2 separate regions of the Anas platyrhynchos genome follow, and region 1 is linked to region 2. A link is a contact called in public Hi-C data. All regions are on one chromosome and are shown on one strand. The core of a region is the stretch at or near the end of the contact, and the rest is flanking DNA. Distances in the headings are between cores, read along the strand shown.

Region 1 (4,103 bases), core at 545-3,044, 34 kb before region 2:
ATGGTTATCACTGTTTTTTGTTCAAAATAGGACAAATCATAGAATTTGTAAGCAGTATTTATTATTGTCATTATCGACCTGGATGATTGAATAAAGAGCCTCCTTATTGAAACCGAAAATGACACAAAGCTGTGGAGAACTGCAGTTACTCTTCCCATTTGGTTCACTGTAATAAACTGGAGAGAGGGCCTGAGAATCAGTATGGTATTCAGCGAGGAAGTACAACGTTGTCCTGCATGCAAATAACCAACAGCACCAGAGCAAGTGCAAATCCACTAGCTAAGCATCAACTTTCAGGAAATGGATCTTGAGGTCATATTCTGTAAACTTTATGTCACTTAAGTTACACTGGAAACAAACTCTTTAAAGGAAAAAAAAGTCTGTATTCATACTGGAAAGTGTAAACTGCGGTACTATTGGTACTAAATTGGTGCTGACCTAAAGCTGCTGAATGACTTTCCTCAGTGGTGGTACCACAGTGAAGGGAGCTGCCCTGGGCCGAAAAGAAAACAAAGTCACCAAAAGCGTTTGTGAACACAGCAAAGGGGCTGAGGTTTTAGCTTAAATTACACTGGCAGAAAACAGGCAGAGGCATGATGAAGAGAGTTCCCATGAGGTGAAGGAACTGCTCTCTGTGCCCTCAGCACCACAGAACGGGGGCCAGCAGGCATCGAGCAGCACCATGAGGAAGCCACCTGCGGTTGTCAGCTGGGCCAGGCTCCCCAGGTGGCCCTGCTGCTTTTAGTGGGTTTATGTGGCAAGGTATTGGTAGCGAGAAGCTGCAGGGGTGGCTTCTGTGAGAAGAATCCAGAAGCTGCCCCGTGTTAGGTAAGGGCCAGTTTCAGCTGGCTCCAAACGGGACCCAGCACTGGCTAGAGGTGAGCCGATAAGCAGTGTTTGTGCCTCTGTGAGAGCAGGTTTAAGAAATGTGAAAAAAAATGCTGCACAACAAAAACTGGGAGAGAGGAGTGAGAAAATATGAGGGAAACAACCCTGCAGACACCAAAACCAGCAAAGAAGGGAGGAGGTGCTCCAGCAGCTCCCCCACGGCCTGTGGAGAGGCCCCCGGTGGAGCAGGCTGTCCCCCTGCAGCCCATGGGTCCCCCACGGAGCAGATCTCCACGCTGCAGCCCCCCCGTGGGTGGAGGAGCCCCCGGTGGAGCAGGTGGATGTGGCCTGGAGGAGGCTGCGGCCCATGGAGAGGAGCAGGGGCAGAGTGGCCGAGGGCTGGTGGAGACGAAGCGTTAGGGACTGACCACAGCCCCCATTCCCTGTTCCCGTGTCGCTCAGGGGGAGGAGGTGCAAGAGTGGATGCATGGAAGATATTTTTATAATTTTTTTGTTTCACGCTTCTCTAGCTTGCAATAGGCAATACATTTATTTCATCTCCCTACTCTGTTTTGCCACCACACCGCCCCGCACCCCTCCTTACGGCCCCCCCTCAGCACCACGGGGCGGCGCCGCCGCGCGGGGAGCAGCGCCGGGCGGGCAGCAAGATGGCGCCGCCTGAGGCGGGGCGCGCGAGGGGCCGGGGCGGGCACCGGCCGCTGCGACGCACGTGACCGACCGGGTCACGTGGCGCGGAGGGGACGGCTCCGCCCGCTCCCGGCGGCGGGGTCGGAGTAGCCTGTGAGCCCGCCCCGCGGCCGCCTCGCTAAGCCCCGCCCCTCCCCCGGCGTCCTCCAATCCTGGCGCGGCGTCCCGCCGCCCTGCTTGATAGACGTGCCTGTAGACCAATGAGCGGGTCGAGAAGGCGGGGCAGCGGGCGGGGCGGCGGCCGGGCTCTAGGCGTGCTGCGGGGCGCCCCGGGGGCCGTGTGCGCGGCGCCGAGGCTGGGCGGCAGCGGGCGGCCATGGGGGGCTCGGGGGAGGCCGGCAGCGGCGGCGAGGCGTGGCGGGGCCGCTACTACCGGCTGGAGGAGGTGCAGCGGCACAACACCAGCCAGAGCACCTGGATCATCCTGCACCACCGCATCTACGACGTCACCAAGTTCCTCGACGAGGTGGGCGACCGTTACGCGGCGACCGTTAAACGGCCGGCGGGGGGGGGGGGCAGATTTCTGAGGTAAACTCGGGCCCCTCCGAGTACCAAAAGCGCACTCTGTGCGCTTAGAAACGAAACTCCTGAGCAAAGTGCTTTATCCGTGATGTTTTGAGCTTTCTCAGCCCCTTTCTCCCAACTCTGCAAAGATCTGGCACCCGATTTTAAAAAGTTCCTGCAGTTTTACGTTAGCTTGTAGTGGCACGGCACTGCGTGAGCCTCTGCTGTTGTGTGGCCCTGCCTCGCTTTTCATGACTGTAAGCGCTTGAACTTTAAAGTGGGGTGTTCTGCAAGTAAGAATTTGACAAGACAACTCTTAAGCGGTGTGCCAGTGCACTTGGGTCGTGAACTGCATCTACCAATTCTTCCTGAACTGGTTTTCATCTGGCCGTAGCCCTGGTCTGGTTCATTACCTAGGTATGGAAATGTTTACTTACACAGGCAAGGCCAATTTAACTCCAGAAGCCTTGGGGAAGAAAAATTTTTCATGGAGTCTCAGAAACAGAGCTGTTCTTGGAGACTGGGTGGGTTTTGGTTGGTACACAGTTCTGTGAGGTCTTCCTCATTTAAAAGAGAAACAAAACAGAAAAACATTTGACAAAAAAATCTAAGAACTAACGAGCTTATGATTTAAGTAGCTGCACAGTCAGGCAGACAGCCCCTTCGTTCAGAACACATGTGAAATTGATAAGTATTAGTTTCAAGTTATGCAAGGAAGACTTGCTTTCAGCCCTCAGGATAACTTGGCAAATTCACTATCAAACCAAAAGAATTCAGTTTGTAAGCAGTTAAGTAGTTTTTTTTTTTTTCTTGGACAGCTGCAGGATGTCTGATGCACTGTGGTATACCGGCTCAGGCTTTAGCCTCACGGTAAACAGTTTTTGCTGTGATATGGCTGGCTTTGGAGCTGAACTTCCTGGTTGATACGCTAAGATAATAAAGGAGCGAGATCAGATTGCTTTGTTGAAAATGACTATCTAAGTGCAGCTGCACTCCCACGGAAAGTTCTTGAATATCCTAGTGTGCATTGTATTGATCTTTTTTTTTTTTTTTTTTTTTGAGGGTAGAACCCTTGGATTAAAACATTTAATAGGGTACTTTGGGTTTTGCCTTTTTTGAATGCTTTTGATAGGTGGTTTACTTACAAAGTGATGTACTAATTCAGTCTGGTCTGTCAAGGACTTTGAGGGATTTACACATGACAGATAAGGAGAAATTGAAGCGAGCCACTTGCTGGTGCATTCTGGACTATGATAAACACTGCTCGGGGAAGCAGGGATTACATGAGCAGTTTCTATAGCATTACTAGTCAAATTCGGCTTTACCTATTGGTTTTCCTTGCCAGAAGTAGAAAAGCTTAAAATATTTCAAGAATTAGTAATAGGCTATTAAAATAAGTCTGTTAGTTTTTCAGAGAGAGCACAGTTAATGCATCGCTTCAATCCTCTTCCCTACTAAGAAACATCTAAGCATATCAGTTCACTGGGGAGTGAAGAACTGGGAACAGAAGCTCGCTTTACCAGTTCCAATTATTAGTTCAACAAAAAAATCTCTCCAACTATTGCATTAACCTTTGGAATTACTTTCTTTCTGCTTATAAATTTGAGAACTTTACAGTGCCTCACTGTTAGGGATACACTGGATGTTCTCTTGCTTAACAAGTGAATGTATGCTGTTGCCTTTCGCTTCATTACAGTACTTAAGGGCTGTGTTTTCTCTGTACAGCTGCTGTCTCTGCATAAAGCTCGCAGATGTTTAGTGAAACTTTTTCTGGGGTGTGGGGAACCGTCAGCCTTTGCCAACACTTGGTTGAAATTAGTAAGTGGACTGGGAGCAGTGTGTGCGCACTGGGAGTGGTAGGGCTGTGTGGAGGCATCACACAGGGTCACCACGTTGGCTTGGTTTCCTAAGGCCAAGGCTTAAAAATAAAAAGATCCTTTGAAATAGGGATGAAGTGCTGGAGAAAAAAAGGATTATGTGCATTGGCACCTTATCTTAGAGATTACTGAAGACTCCAGCAACTGTTTTTTTCCTCAAAATGTAGGATCTCTAAAACTATAATG
Region 2 (4,100 bases), core at 1,202-3,701:
TTCTCAGCTTTACTTACAGTAACTGGGGATTTTTGTGTAAAAAATCCCTAATGTAGGCAAGCACTGTAAGCTAAGAGCCAAGAACAAAAAATTTTCCTTCCTGCAGATGCACTTGGGGTCAGATTTGATGTTACTTTGCAATCAGGAAGCCAATCAAAAAACTCTCAAGGCACTTCACAGTTTTCAATCTTGTTAAAATAGATTAATGAAGAACAGGATACAACTGAAGGACAGAGAAACATGGAAAATCCTCTGTCCTGTGTGATCTGGAGATGCAAAAGAAGGAAGAAAAAAAAAATACCAAAAATTTTACCTAATTTGACCATTATCAAGGAGGCTTTTCAGGGCTCAAGATGTAAGGTCTTCCTGACCTTGTACATTAAGTACTTTTAATATGCATTTGAGAGAAGTTTAGGTAGCCAGCCTCATCGCCATGCTTGCTTAAAAGTTGTCTGTTCAAAACAAATGTGGTTTCAGGAATATATAAACTTTGATTAAAAGCTGTTTTAGAGGTTATGTTTGAGAAGATTTTTTTTTTCTCTCTTAAATTGTATGTAAAATACCTATTTTTTGTCTATACCTCCCTTTAATACACCTATTCAGTGCCATATGGTTTTGTTTTCTTTAAGGCAAGAATTATTTTCCTATAACTGTTCTGACTTAGGGCACAGAGTAGCATCTCTTAAATCAGGAAACCCAGGCAGGCTTCTGGATGCTTTACAGCTTTCCATTCTAGCAGCAAGGTGCCGGAGCAGCTTTGCTTGGCAAGGCGATAATTCCCACACTGAGGGAAGACAAGAACAGACCACAAAAGCTTTAGATAAATACAAGAAGAAAGCTGTTAAATGCATTTCAGTGGACATTTACGTGCGTCCGAGCACTATAGGACATAAAAAGCTGATTGTAAAAATAAGCAGCTCCTAGAGATGAGTTGCTTGTCACTGTGTATGTATTGGCAAAGGGTGTAAAACAAAACAGCACTGAAATGTCCCCCCCAAAACTAATCACGACATTCAGCTGAAGATTAAGATCCAAAATACTCCTCGTATAAACTTGTTCCTGTTAAATAAGCTGAGAAATGTGAGAGACTCCACCAGGCAAGGAGCTATCACTGTTGCCCTTGTAGCACAAGAAAGGAGCTATTAACTTTCTCATAGTGAGGTATGGAGGGATAATACGTTTCTGAGCCCAGAATGACCTAATCAATCACGTATAAAAAGAGGCCAGCAATTCTTTCTCTTCAGGATTCATTCTCTTCCATTATTTGCAGGTAGCTCGCTGCCATCCCAGGCCTTGGCAGGAGTTAGGAGTGAACCAGGGCAACCCATCACCTCCAAGAGACACAGCCAAGAGAGATTTTGTCATGCTCTCTTTATGGAGAGAGCATGACAAAGCAGCCCAGTTCAGCCTCACAAGCAGCCCAGCTATAAGCTGTGATCAGTGTGAGCTGAGCATCAGCTGGCTGAGCACCACTAGAGATGAGATTCCTGGCCTAAAGTGGCTCTTTGGTTTGAATTAATACGGCTTCTGCTTGATTTTTTTTTTTCCCCTTTCTGTTGTTTTGAAGGGGAAAAAATCCATTGCTGTAAGAAGCGGATGAGGTAGACAAAGCCCTGAGCAACCCAGTCTGACCTGGGCTGTATGAAGTTGTTTAAGAATTTTCCCACTTATTAAGAAAAATAAATTTTCTTTAAATTCCAATTAAATATCTTCTCGTGACCTTCTAGTGTGTGTTGCCTGTAAAAATCCCCTAATGTTTATTTGCTCTTATTTAGTGGTTTCTCCAGGGAAAAGATGTTCCTGCTTTAAATTTCTGGAAAGTCCCTAGCTGTTGTTAATAAACATGCTGCAGATATTTTAATCACAAAATATTTTCTACTTAATTCCTGTTTCATTTATTTCCCTACACCATTTGTTTGGATATTGGTAGTGTTGGCTCTGCGTCTGGAGTGTGCTAACTTCAGATTTCTTTCGTAAGACTCCGTCTCTCTCTCCTGTGACTTTTGATGTCTAAAAGCACAGCTTGCTGTTTCATGACATGCTGCACCTTACCTGTGCGTGCAGCAGCTCTCTGTAACACACACTCCGTTGTGCAAACAGAGTGAGAGGTCTTTGGATTTTAAGTTCTTGGCAATGGTCTGGATCCAGAAAGCGTTGCAGGGTGTCCTCCCTGCCTCCTGCAAAGGTGACAGATGCCATGCTGTGTCCACAGAGGCTTTTGGGCCAAGCTGGGGAAAAGCTGTTGGCTATTTTCTGCAGCTGCTGATGACCTCTTAAAATGAAGTCGATCTTGTTTTTATCTGAGCTATATGGTACAAAGCATTTTTTCATGGGATGAGAAAATATGAAAGCCTGAGCCAGCGTGTGATCCAGCCCAAGCCTGGCAGGATGCTAACTCATCCATGCTGCTTTAGCTGTCTCGGCCATTCCAGATGTTTTCCCAGCACTGTGTTGTACAGTGAAGAAATCCTCAATTTTGCATGCTGTCTCTGTCCTTCCAGAGATATGTGCCTTCAGCACAGATGTGCTGACCACACTGTTCTTTTAAACCCCTTTTCAGCGTACAGAAAAGGAGCTGGCTGGTTTCAGCAGTTGCTTGTTGCAGCCTTCCACACAGCTGCAATTCAGGGAAACGCCAGTTTGGATTTTCCAGGCTCTCCGTTCCCATGTTCCAGTAGCAAAGCAAAGCAATTCTTGTACATGTTTAATCATAAAGGGACACGGTACTCCCAGCTACTGCTTTGGAGTATAAGCATAACACATCTGCCACAATTGTAAATAAAGCATTGAACCTTATGGTGAAAAAGAAATCAGATGGCTGTGCAGTAAGGGGTAGTGTCAGTGTTTGTAAATGAGCATGCACTTTCTCTTGCATTTTGCCATGATGTGCTAACATATTTTGCATCTACGCTAGAAAAAAGGTACTTGTTTTGAACTAATGGACTACTTCTGCTTCTTGGTGAAACACAGAAAAGGAATAGAAAGTATTAACTCTCAATGTTTGCTGTATTTTCAAAGGTACACTCATGATGGTTAAGGTGTGATACAACACATTTTAATTAGGATGTTTGCAATTATGCTAATGCAGCTATTTTAAATTCTTTTTTTTTTTTTCTTTTTTTTTTCCTTTGTTATTTATTTAGGACTAGTGCCTGCAGGCTGACTCACCAGAATGAAATCTAGGCAAGCCTGCAGTTACGTATCTGGAAAGATCCCATCAGTCAGGGGCAGCGAAGCCATCAGGAGTTTTGCCATTCACTTACCGGCAACCCGTGGACTTTGAAAGACATTTCTTAAGTTCTCAAAAACTCTTGGGTGTAGCCAGTTAAATAGCCCATTCCTTTGCCAGCCGTAGCCCCTTTGCTGTTAATCCCAGTTATAAATGATTTGTTTTACTGAAATTCAAATGAAGATTTGAATCTGTTTCCTGTTCACACACACAAACTTAAGACAGATATTTGGCTGTAGCCAGAGTTCATACAGCCTCCTGGGGGCTATGTGAGTTTGGTGTGAGTCATAGTTCGCTGACATTCAGCATGAAAAGAAAAATTCTAAAAGTCTAACCAAGTCTGCTGGTCATTGGGAAGTTTGTAAACTTGTCAGCCTTGTTTGGAAGCTGTTTTCCCTATTGCGGTTTGCAACTGCAATTATGTAAAAAGTGATGCAAGATGTGGCCAAAGGCACTATGAAATGCTCTATCTGCTTTCTGTGAAGATCAGCTGAACAAGTTAGGTTATGAATAGAAACAAAATATTGCTGGTTCAGGAAAAAAAACAAACAGACAAATAATGAAAAAACAACCAACCACCACAGAGGCATTTCCAGCTACCTTTCATCTATTTTTCATTCAGGATAAAGTGCCTGTCACTGCAGTGCTGCCATGTAGTGTGAAGCATTAGATAGCCAGGAAACAGTTTCAAAGCAAAGACATAATTCACAGGTCTGAAATTTTATGTGGCGATGAATCCCAAAGAAAATGGAGCGTCAGCTGATCCGAGGCAGCAGGTGTCAGCGTGCCGTCAGTTGTTACGAACCCTCCTGCTGTCAGTAGACTTCAAACCTTCTTCTGCATGTCTTGAATTCTAAAGAAATGACCAAAG

What was found. A called contact is a pair of places that touch in the nucleus more often than the background predicts.
Region 1: a contact with region 2 is called in a Hi-C map of subcutaneous adipose tissue, with 1.6 times the contacts expected there. The contact joins the promoter of CYB5A here to the enhancer-like site in region 2. A contact is called at or near these places in 3 of 8 Hi-C or Micro-C datasets (liver, skeletal muscle and subcutaneous adipose tissue).

The regions. Positions count from the first base shown.
Region 1 is chr2:60,791,038-60,795,140 of IASCAAS_PekinDuck_T2T, reverse strand. It overlaps CYB5A (cytochrome b5 type A), which reads left to right and starts at 1,794. Exons shown (of 5, transcript XM_027451901.3): 1 at 1,794-2,002. The coding sequence starts at 1,853. It overlaps C2H18orf63 (chromosome 2 C18orf63 homolog), which reads right to left and starts at 1,454. Exons shown (of 16, transcript XM_072034823.1): 1 at 439-1,454.
Region 2 is chr2:60,758,107-60,762,206 of IASCAAS_PekinDuck_T2T, reverse strand. It overlaps LOC110353546 (a long non-coding RNA gene), which reads left to right. Exons shown (of 3, transcript XR_005263518.2): 3 at 3,144-4,100. Among named protein-coding and RNA genes, the nearest start is that of FBXO15, 22 kb to the right of the region's middle. Within about 2 kb of position 2,451, at least 1 of the 8 cell types and tissues checked has an H3K27ac peak or open chromatin away from gene starts, as enhancers often do. A contact at or near this core is called in subcutaneous adipose tissue, where this site is marked.